Linked DNA regions of Rattus norvegicus: region 1 is linked to region 2. A link is a contact called in public Hi-C data. All regions are on one chromosome and are shown on one strand. Each heading gives the region's core, a stretch centred on a gene start, on an enhancer-like site or on the middle of the called end of the contact. The rest is flanking DNA. Distances are from core to core; before and after follow the strand shown.

Region 1 (5,911 bases), core at 2,768-5,267, 200 kb before region 2:
TAAGTAAAAAAAAAGTTCTCGGGCTTGGGGATTTAGCTCAGTGGTAGAGCGCTTGCCTAGGAAGCACAAGGACATGGGTTTGGTCCCCAGCTCCAAAAAAAAAAAAAAAAAAAAAAGTTCTCAACATAGGTACTTCCCAGAAAACACGAGGGCTACTATCCACTATTAATACACAAGAAAGAACCCACTTCTTCAAATGAGTACTGAAACTTCAAGTAATTACCATAAAAAGAAGCGATGTGCTAATGGGGGTATAACAAGATCATAGTGCACTTGCCCACACATGTGAGGCCCTAGGTTCAAATTTCAACCCCTCCAAGGACTAGAAATACTGCCTTTCCAAAGTTTATATAGCCCTTGTTCTAATAATTATATGTCAACTTATTTACTGAAAATAGTAGCAGGCATACACAATGTATATATAAGTATATTCATTGCAGAATAGTTGTGAATACTCCCAATTATAAAACAACTGAAATATGCTTAAATAAATCACATCCATATGAAGGAATATTCTCTGCAGCTCCTTCTGAGAATTTTTCTTTCAGAGAACATCTCCGATTGTTGGCTAAGTTAAACTTAGATTGCGATCCTGCAGCTTTAAACTACCAAGTGCTGGAATGGCAGGCGTGAACAGCACATCCAGCTTCAAAGTAATGGGCCTATATATGTTAAGTAGAAAAGCTATACGGACTCTGAAACATGTGACTTTCAATCTCAATAATGTTCCCAGTATATAACTTTGAAAATGGGTGGGAAGTAAATAAAGCAAAATGCTGCATTGCTATCTTTGAACGGTTTTCTTAATGCTCTGTATTTTCTGATTTTTCTACAATATTCAAAGTATTTTGTTATACAAAAATTTATTTTTAAAAGTATCAGGAATAGTGTGGCCAATGCATTCATGCCTGCCTCTTAACTGAAAAAGCAAAGGAAACCAAAATATTTGAACAATTGGGGGGGGGGATCTATAAATTCAGATCTGTTCAAAGTTAGTGGTTTAAGTGACTAATGTAACAGAAAGCAATTTCATAAACAGTAATAGAAAACAGAGTAAGACCATTTTTAAAATTTTTTAAAAATTATTTATATTTATTTATATGAGTAGACTGTAGCTGTCTTCTGACATACCAGAAGAGGACATCAGATCCCATTACAGATGGGTGTGAGCCACCATGTGGTTGCTGGGAATTGAACTCAGGACCTCTGGAAGAACAGTCAGTGCTCTTAACCGCTGAGCCATCCCTCCAGCCCCATTTTTAAAATTTTAACATCTGCTGCATGTACACGCATCTGCCAGCAGATGGCACAAAATGCCCTTATGGTCAGGAGCCAGCATGTGGTTGCTGGGAATTGAACTCAGTCAGGACTTGTAGTACTCTAAACCACTGAGCCATCTCACCAGCCCCAGAAGATCAGCTTTTTCAAGTGATCAAAGCTTATTTTCTTTTTAGTTCTATTCAATGAAGGGTAGGACAAAATATCAATAAAATATTTTCCAGTAGAAAATAGTTGTCGAGGTTAGGAATAGAATTTCTTTGGAGCTTTAGATTTTGGGGAGAGGGTGTTTTACTTAATTTTTTCCTTATTTTTTTATGTATATGGGTGTTTATGTGCCCAAGAAAATCAGAAGAGAGCATCAGATCCCCTGGAACTGGAGTTACATATGGTTGTGACTGTATGTGGGTGCTCAGAATTGAAGTATTGTCTTCTGGAAGAATATCAAGTGCTACCAACACTGAGCCACCTCTCCAGCTACTTATTTTACTTCTTGAGATAAGGTACCACTAGGCCAATCCAGCCTCCAACTGGCAACCATCCCATGTCAGCCTCCCAAATGCTAGGATATTAGGCATGCGCTCTTATACCTCTCATAGTCCTAAGAGTGAGTCTATGCTAATAGCACAAATCCCTGTATTAATGCTCCCCCCTGAACTCCTATGGGACAGGACACACACCAACTTCCTCTTAGCTCTTATAATTTTGATCCTTATTTGACTATTATTTTATAAATGGATAGACTTTACTAACTATCCATTCTATATTATTTTAGATAACACTAGAGAAAGCCTTTGTGCATGGTAGGCAAACACTCTCCCACTGACTAACAACTCCAGCCCTAGACCAAATGAGCTTGAAAACTAAGAGCACATTCAGTAAATTTGTTGATTCTAAGTTAATTCTGTTACTGAAGATTGGAACATCTTATGTCACATTTTTTTCCTTGTCCATGTTTTGTTGTTTTTTAATTGCTGACTTAGACTGGCAAGATATCTCAGCAGGTTAATGTGCTTGTCTGGTGACCTGAGTTCAATCTCTAAAAGCCACATAAAGGTAGGAGACAACTGACTCTACAAAGCTGTCTTCTAACACACACACACACACACACACACACACACACACACACTGAAGACTTTACCTAATTACCTTACCTTCAGGTATTTCTAAAAATAATTATGAACTGGATGTGGGTATATGCCTTTAATAGGAGAACTCTGGAGACTCAGGTGAGAGGACTTCATGTGTGATGGCAACCTGAACTCAGGGTTAGCCTAAGCTACATTGAAACCCTTACTCAGAAACAGTAAGAGGGATGACCAGGTTCAGTTCTCAGGATCAACACAGTGGCTCATAACAATAGGTTAGTTCTACTTCTAGGGGAATCCGACATTCTCTTCGGACCTCTGAAGGCACTGCCCAGCACATGCACAACACTCACATACATTAAAACAAAAGACGCACAAAGTAACTTAGGAGCTACATGATCAAAGACCGGAAAAGTAAATTTGAGGACAATTCGGTTCAATGAAAACAGAATGTAGGGAAATCAGATTAGCTCTTCGAAACAAAATTGAAAGCTTACAGATAAATATCATAATTAAAGAAGCTAGGAAAGAAGATAGGTGGGTAGAGCCACTTCTGAAATGTGGTGGCAAACCAGATTGAAATAAAAGAGAAGGCTTTTTGTAAAACAAAAACCATAGAAAGGAGGGGAGAAGCACTGTCCTTTGGGGACCTGGCTGCTGATAGGTTCCCCATACCCCAGTGGACGGTGTCACACACATGCACATATGGGCAGCAATAACTGGACTCACGGAGCTAGGAACAACAAAAGGAAGGCCATGGAGTTAGCAGGGTGACAAGGTGGGCAACATTAGGAGCAGTTGGAGGGAGGTAATGGTAGGTGCATATGATAAGAGTATGAAATGTTCCACATATGAAAAGTTAATTTCAAAGCATGTTGGGCACAGTGCACGTGCATTAATCTCGGCTCCAGGGAGGTAGAAGCAGGGTCAGGTAGATGTCTGTGAGTTCTAAGCCAGCTGGGGTACAAAGTGAGACCCTTCTCTAAAACAAGAGACAAATGACACCCCACAATTGCTACCATCAAGGTATGTGAGAGGAATGTAACTCCATATCCAGTGTCTGCCTTCACAGAGAATATCTTCTCTAAAGTTTGTCTCACTCTTTACTTGTCTCTAGAAGAAGAACGTCAGCTGCCATTTCTATCCAATGTGTCCCTATTGTCTTCAAATGTGGGAAAACAAAACTAATCTGACAGGAACATGTTTTTCAAGAACAATGGTGTCCTTTCCCTGCTCAAAGGGGGGGGGGCGCTGACCTACCTACTAAATATTCTCTTGAGAGCTAATTTCCTTTCCCCCCCGATGTAGGTGTAAATGTTAATTCTCAGCTTACTCTGCTGGTATCCTATTCCACGCTCTTGTTTTAAATAGGCAAAAACATTGTCACTGATAATACTTTGCTTTTACCCCTTCTTCACCTTGCTCCTGGAAGGCCTGAGAAACCTCAATTCGGAATCTCTGGCTCCAAAGGTGGAGAGTTTGGGAAATGGAGCCCTGTCCTCTCACGAGGGTTCCTCCGCCTTTCTGCAGTATGCTCAGAAGCCATGGTAACAGCCCGAGGTTCTGGTATGCTGACATGGGTTAAGCTGTACCACAGAAGCAGGTCTCAAGAAGCTGACCCCAGAGATGAAAGAGGAACCAAGTCACGCATGAGAGGCCACACAAAGAACTCAAAGACGAAAACTTAGCTGGACCTTAGGAAGCAGACAGCGAAGCATACCTGCGCTTCAGTCAACTGAACAAGGCCAAGAACGAAACCAGGTCTCCACAGAGTCTTAAGGATCAAAAGGAAAAACACTGTTTTCTCAGTAGCCGAGGGGAAGAAAATGAAAAAGAGGTTGCCAACTTCATGGCTAGGCAGAAAAAGAAAGCGTTTGTGGAAAAACTAGAATCCAGTGGCTACATGGAAACCCTTATAGCACAGTCTCACAGAGCTCAGCTCTGGCAGAGGAACTCCCAGCACACACACATTCTCACAGCAGATCAATGTGGTTAACTGCGTTGGAGAAACTTGCTTCAGAAAACTGCTTTGAATACAGAAAATGCAAAGGAAGATATAAAAAGAAGCCACGGTCCTGAGCCTGTAAGGCAAAGAGACAAATTGTCAAAAGCACCTAAAGAAAGGGATACCCATATGTAGGGTGTTTTCACAAGAGACAAACCCACCTTACAGTGGCCCGGCTCTTTCTTTTGGCTGTAATAACACTATCTCCCATAAAAACAGAAAGCAGGACAGTATAGTGAAGGCAAATAGTCAGAAAGTCCCAATATTGCTGTATAACTCCAGAACCACAGTTTAGAATAACAATACCTCATGTAGACAAGTCAGTCAGAAGCAGCCTCTGGCCTACCTAATTAGCTGACAGTCACCAAATTACTTGTTATAAGTTTTAAAAAGAATGCCATGCCAGGGATGGGACATGAATTGCAAACTGCTTTGATGTGATATTATAGCTCTACTCTTGTTTTCAAAGTCTTTTTGAAAGGGATCACAAATAACTTACTTAGGAGGGCTAAAAGGAAACTTAAAACCCTCAATAAAATCTGAGCACTCTCAAGTCCTTGAAAAGTGACAAGTTGCTTATAAGACAGATTTGGACTTCAAATTCCGGTTACCTCTAAAAAATAGTCAATGAAAAGCACTTGTCATGTCATATACTCTTACCAGCGTAACCGACTAAATGGAAGTAGGCGAGGGAGACTTGGAAACTGAAGGACAGTAAACTTGGACTGTGAAGTTCTTGCCTAACTTAACCCCCTCTGACCTGCTGATCTAATTACCCAAACCATGTCTGAGAAGAAAAACATTCTCCAATTGGACATTTCGAGTTTCTTGTTTCCTTTTCTTCCACTGAAAATTTCAGGCATTTTGCAAGTGCAGACTTTTTTGTTTAGATTTTTCTCAGCTATGGGTCTTTGCAGCTGAGAATACTGTGAACTTTCAGGGTGCTTGCTATATTTAATCTGTAAAGAAGGCCCAAAACATAGGCACAGTCAAGTGAGCACCAAGAGAGTCCCCCAAGCCACACAGAAATTCTTTGACATTATTGCTCAATTGTATTTGTGGTTCTGAGACTTGAACTCAGGTCCTTACACATGCTATGCAAACCATCTAGCAGCGAGCTGCACCTCCGAAAGTGCTGGTTTTATATTACTGGTTTTGGTTCTCCTCCGTTAGCAAACACCCATGAGAATTTTATGACATAAAGTTACAATTACAAAAACCACTACAGGAAAGCAAAGAAAAAAGAGTGCATTTAAATAAAGGCATTTCCGTAATAGCCAAAGACTGTTCTCTCTATCACTGCTTATTCTACTTAATCACCACAAAGGTAAAATTCACTTTAATAGAAATTCCTGATAAAACACCTCAGACATTAATATTAACTTGCATGCCATAACTGGCTTTTGAAAAGAATTCCCACTTGCACGAATGCATTCATAATGCATGTGTACACATGAAGATGAAGAGAAAAATCTTCATGCTGAAAATGTACCTTTTTTCCTCCCCAAGTACTCTGTGGCAAATGTGCCGGGAGCATCAT
Region 2 (5,608 bases), core at 860-3,359:
AAGTGGATCGTCATGCCTTACTAGACAGGACTGAGGGCAGGCCGGAAGGGGGACATCTTGAAAAAAGATTAAGTGCAGGTTGTGGCAAGCTATGCTGGTGCTCACTGTTCAGAACTGCTCAAGACTCGCCTTCCCGGAAGCGGCAGATTCTTAAAGTATAAAACAGTGGTAATGAACCTACTTCACAGGTGGTTGATAGCAAATGGCCCACCTGAAGCACTCTGATCCCAGTAACCTAATCCCAGTACCTCAGGGGCTCACAGCTGCTAAATCTGCATATGTAGATTTCCCGCTGGGGCTAGACCCTGTAACACTGGCTATGGGAAAAGCAGAGAATTTTCTTTCCAAAACTTTTAAATAAATTCATTTTTTCCACTTCATATCTGTCTGTCATATTCCTTTTCTCTGTTAACATAGGTGAGCGCTGAGACCCGGAGCCAAGTATAATGGTCACACTGGTCTCTGGCAACAACGATTTTTAATGGAGTTATTTTTGGTTTTTGTTTTTAAGAAGGAAAAAGGAAAATCTATATTGTCCTCTCCAGCTTACGTACTTCCCTGGATGACATTTTAGGGCAAGGGCTTTAATGTTTCCCTTGAAGTTTATTTGCTTAGCTGAAGTCTTCAGGGCACTTCTCTTTTGAATGTTTATGAGGCCGTCTTGAAAGTCTGCTGACAGGGAAGATTGATGATTCTGTTACAAAGTTGAAGGTTTAGGTTGGGCAAGACTGAGCTTCTAAACTCCCAGGATGAGATAACAGCCAGAACAAGTGTACTTACCCTTCCTGAGGTCCAAGGTCTTAGACCGGATGTCACTGGTCTCCTCCAGCTTGGACTGGAGAAAACAGTCCACCCTCCACCTCCCTGCAGGAAATATAATTTAAGGAATGTCCAAACCCATGGTATTCACTGAAGTGTCCATTAAAGTCACAGATGCTACACTTGGAATGTCCGTGGGTCTATCTGCAGTGTGGCCCCAGACAGAAGTCATTTCTCTTGCTAAGTTTTCAATCCATTTTTCCAACTGTTCTGCTACTGTCCTCTTTTCTCAGGCAATACAAATGTCAACTGGGGCAAGAATCATGCTGGTACTGTATTCAACACAGTATCTCTTTACTCTTAGCATGTACTGAACAGACGAGCCACCTGTGGTGGAGACAGAATTTTGCTGATTCTAATATGCCTACCAAGAGCCACATTAGCAAAGAGCTGGAGCCTAGGTCTGGCTTCCCTCCTTAGAGTACAGTTAATTCGTAAAACCACAACACAGAAGTGGTCCTGCTTTTTGCTCTCATCTTTCAGGGTTCTAACATATGGGTCTAGTGCCCACTTTCCTGGACAGAATGTCTTTTCTATTGTTTGGCCAATATGGAGAGAGAAACAAAGTACCATTGAAAACTCGGTACTGTATATGGTTATGATCCCCAATTCTTTGTTGTTAGTGTGAAGTTATTCCTTCTTGAAGAAAAGATACAGAGTCACCTGAGTTCCCAAGGCTTAGACTTTATTACTATGGGAGTCACATTCTTGCTATAAAGCTGTATCTTTGTATGCATAGTTTGGGGATTTTTCTTTGTGAATGGTTAACTAAAACTCTTGCCATCCTTGCTTCTATGGAAAAGAAGGTGGCTGTGAAGGAGATGCTGTTAGAACCCCTACTGCAGGTTACTCTTTTCACCTCTCCAGTCCCGATCCTGTAGCTGGTGGGTGAATGGATAAGCTTGACCCCACTTCTCTGTCCACAACCCCTTTCCCACGCCCTGTTTCTTTTCTTTCCAAACACTCGCTAGCTCCAGCCTGGGGCTCTTAAGAGAAGAAGAAGAAGAAGAAGAAAAAAAAAAAAAAACCTGCTGCTGGGACTTCCTTGGTTTTCCGCCCTCTCGCAGGGCGAGTCAGGGGGTAAAGAGGGGCGCGCCAAGGAAGCCCGGGATGTCCCTTCCACAGACATACCTGGAAGCGCGGGTGCGGTCTAGAGAGCCCTGTCCACTCTTCCCCGAAGCCGGTCACTACCGGCAGGCAGCAGCCCCTTGTTCAGTGCTAGCCGCCGCGACCCGGCCAGGCTGGCCCGGGGCAGAGCCTCTGCAGTGCAGCTCCAGCGCGGGCCGCACTGTTGCCTAGCAACCAGGCGGATGGATTTAAAGGGACCGGGCACTGAAGGGACCCGGCGCTGCAGGTTGGGTACTGCTAGTCAGGGTGTCAAGGCCGGACCAGAGCACTGAGCATGCCCGGTAGGGCGACCACTGTGGTGGATTTTGCCAGGCAAGAAATAGGAAAGCAGGGAGAAGGCGCTGAGTCAGAATAGGGTCAAGAAAATGCTAGTCAAACCCATCCATCCACCAGTGGGACTATTAGAATGGATCCAAGCGATTCTTAGGGCTATGTGACAACTGACTGTGGAGAGATGACGAGGAGTTGCATAGGGTTGTTCCCTAGATTTGGTATTTAGTAACAGGATGTTACGGAGGGTTTGTTTTGGAAGACCTCCTAGGTTGGAGTCTGGGTTGCTAATAATGTGGGGGGTTGCATCATATTCCCATCTCTACCCCATGTACACCCTCGCAAGTCAGCACAATGGCTTACTTGGCCAGAAGTTCTATGTTAGGCAAAGTACTAAGAATCTTGAGTCAGGACCTGGCTGTGCCTGTATGGGAGATGAGGCCTGTCTCCATCCACATTGTCTCCATTTGTCACTCAAGGATTGGCCTAAGCTGTTTTTGAACAGACTTGAATGTAAAAATGTCGAGGATAACTAGGTTACACTATTCTCTGGGTAAAAATCACTCCATATCCCCAGTCGCCCAAATTTTCTCTTTAAACTTTTTTTAAAAAGATTTATTTATTATATATGAGTACACTGTAGTTAACTTCAGACACACCAGAGGAGGGCATCAGATCCCATTACAGATAGTTGTGAGCCACCATGTGGTGGCTGGGAATTGAACTCAGGACCTCTGGGAGAGTAGTCAGTGCTCTTAACCGCTGAGCCATCTCTCCAGCCCCCTCTTTAAACTTTTAAAGCTGCCCCCCCAACTTCCCAGGGTTTCCTTGCGTGACAAAGCCTACATCTTTCATTATATTATTTATTCCAGAACATGCTACTTCATGGAATAAATAAATGATTTCCTCAGGCTTTGATTAGTCGGTTGCACAGTGTAAAATTTTTAGTCTGTACCTCGCCAGGGGTGTAGGCTGTGAAAGATGGATTTTTATGAGTACCAGATATAGTTAGTAATGGGTGATTCTTTAGAAAATTGGTCTTTACTTGGACCCAAGAGAAAGAAAGGGAAATGACAACTCTGGGGTCTCTAGGGAAAGGTGGTTTAAGTTCACTTTAAAGGTGACAATCTGATTTAACAAGACCTAACAGGTGAGTGACTTGGGAACAATATGGCTACATTTTTAAAATTCAAACCTTGGGAACCAGATCTAACAGGTGTTTGGGAACTGGTGAGGCTGCATTCAGATGCCCTGAGGCCCAGTTCTCAGGCTGCCTTTTCCTCCTTAGAGAACCAAAGTCAACAAGAGTTAGACAGAGGCAGAAGGCTCATGTCAATATGTGGTTTATTAAAGACCCTGATAGAGTTGGCCTATGGGGATTCATGAGCTTCTTGATACTAAATTTCTAAATTGCCCCGTTTTTAATCATTGGTTTTCCTTGTCTTCAAAGGGCTCCATTTACTTCTGCTTGCTATGACATTCATTACTAATAAAATAGAGGAATCTTTCTTGATTGCTCTATGTGTTAGATTCCCCATTTGCGCAATGGGAGTAATTGTATCTCATTTGTAAGACTGCTGAGAAGAGTGAGTTAATCGGTTTTCAAGTCCTTAGAACCGCACGTGACACAGTAAACCCCATGGGAAAGAATCGCAGCTCTCTTTATCTTGCTCCATAATTCCACTACTGTCCTAAAATGTAAATATGACTACACTGATGGAAAACAGGACTCAGATTCTTAAGACCAATCATGCCAAACCTTTATTCCAGGTGAAGATCCAAGTCTTTTAAAGTAATTCCACCCTACAACTATATTCCTGGTGGGCCAGAGGTGGGCAAGGAGCGGCGGGATGGGAGAAGCAATGAAGATTACCTTGGTCTGGTGTTTGAAATGTGGTATGTCACTCCTTCGTGTTCTAGAAGTCTTAAATGGCAAACAGTCAAGAATTATGAGGACAGAAAATTTCATTTTTCCATACTACAACCATTTTGGACAAATATGGAAGTTCACCACTAGTTACTATCCGCCACAACCATTCCCGGTGCTGAGGTGACAAGGTACTTTGCTTGATAATAATTGAATTCCAAATCATGCAATGGAACCCACTTCTCATTTTACCATGTAGGATGCTAAGGTTCAGAGAAACAAAGTGATTTACTTTCTAATCACATAGCAAAGCAGGTCCTATCAAACAATTCTAGTTTCAGCAGCCCCAAACTCGTGATAGTCTGACAAATGAAAATATGTACACTTATAGATTATTATACATACACTTATGTATTATATATATGTAAGTCTCTAAACATTAACACAGGTAATGACAATAATAGACACTATTAGTCACACCCCACACCTCATATCTCAGCATAGTATGTTAACTGTACCTTCACGATGCATCGAGAATCCGTTTCGTACTGTTTTGTCTCCATCACTGTTCACTCCTATTCTGATGCTTGACTTCTTGACTGGACTATTGCAATCAAAGGACTGCTTCTATACTTGCTCACTAAGTCTACTTCTCAGGGTTGCTGTAGCAAACTACCTCCAAGTGTGAGGCTTAAAACAATAGGAACTTAATCTCTCACTGTTCTCAGTGCCCAGAAGAATAAATCCAAGGTCATACAGGGCTGCTTCTTTTCAGAGGCTTCAAGGGAGACTCTGTTTCTCCTAGGTCCTGGCTGTTATCAACAAATCCTTGACCTTTTTTGGCCTCTGAATGCATCATTCCAATCTCTGCCGGTGTTCACATTGTGTTCTCTCTGTGTATCTGTTTTGTCTTCATGTGGCTGTCTCCTTTCTGAGTATGTCTGTGTCCTAATTTCTCTCCTCTTACAAGGAAACCAGTTGGTAGACCAGGGCTCATATGAAAGGATGCTGATATGAAAGGATGTCATCTTAATGTCTTAGCATCCAAAAAGTTCCTAAATCAAATCACATTCACAGGTCCCAGTGGTGCAAATGTGATCATAGTTTTTAGGAGAACATACAGTGTGCCTGCCTAATTTCTATTTACATCAAGCCCTTCCTATCTCTATTCTTTCTTTCTGTCTATCCTGAAACTCACCCCAAAGGCCAGGCTGGCCTCAAATTCTCAAATCTCCGAAGCTGAAAGACCCCATCCACTCCGAAGATCTAGGATGTGATCTCTTGAAGTGCTAGGATGAAAGGTGCACAGGACCACCCCCTGAATCCTACTTCCATTCTTTATATGAGTACACCATCAGTGTCTTCACCCACACCAGAGGAGGACACCAGATCCCATTACAGATGGTTGTGAGCCACCATGTTGTTGCTGGGATTCAAACTCAAGACCTCTGGAAGAGCAGTCAGTGCTCTTAACCACTGAGCCATCTCTCCAGTTCCCTATTCTTAAATTGTCCTTTATTCCCC

What was found. Hi-C and Micro-C count contacts between places; a contact is called where the count stands out from the background.
Region 1: a Hi-C map of kidney shows a contact between it and region 2, with 5 times the contacts expected there. The contact joins the enhancer-like site here to the promoter of Ccdc160 in region 2. A contact is called at or near these places in 8 of 12 Hi-C or Micro-C datasets (the A7r5 cell line, Schwann cells, frontal cortex and 3 more).

The regions. Positions count from the first base shown.
Region 1 is chrX:137,587,982-137,593,892 of GRCr8, reverse strand. All of the region lies in intron 3 of Phf6 (PHD finger protein 6), which reads right to left. Among named protein-coding and RNA genes, the nearest start is that of Phf6, 15 kb to the right of the region's middle. Within about 2 kb of position 4,017, at least 3 of the 93 cell types and tissues checked have an H3K27ac peak or open chromatin away from gene starts, as enhancers often do. A contact at or near this core is called in kidney, where this site is marked.
Region 2 is chrX:137,388,281-137,393,888 of GRCr8, reverse strand. Ccdc160 (coiled-coil domain containing 160) reads right to left here and starts at 2,109. Exons shown (of 3, transcript NM_001401208.1): 1 at 1,951-2,109; 2 at 781-864.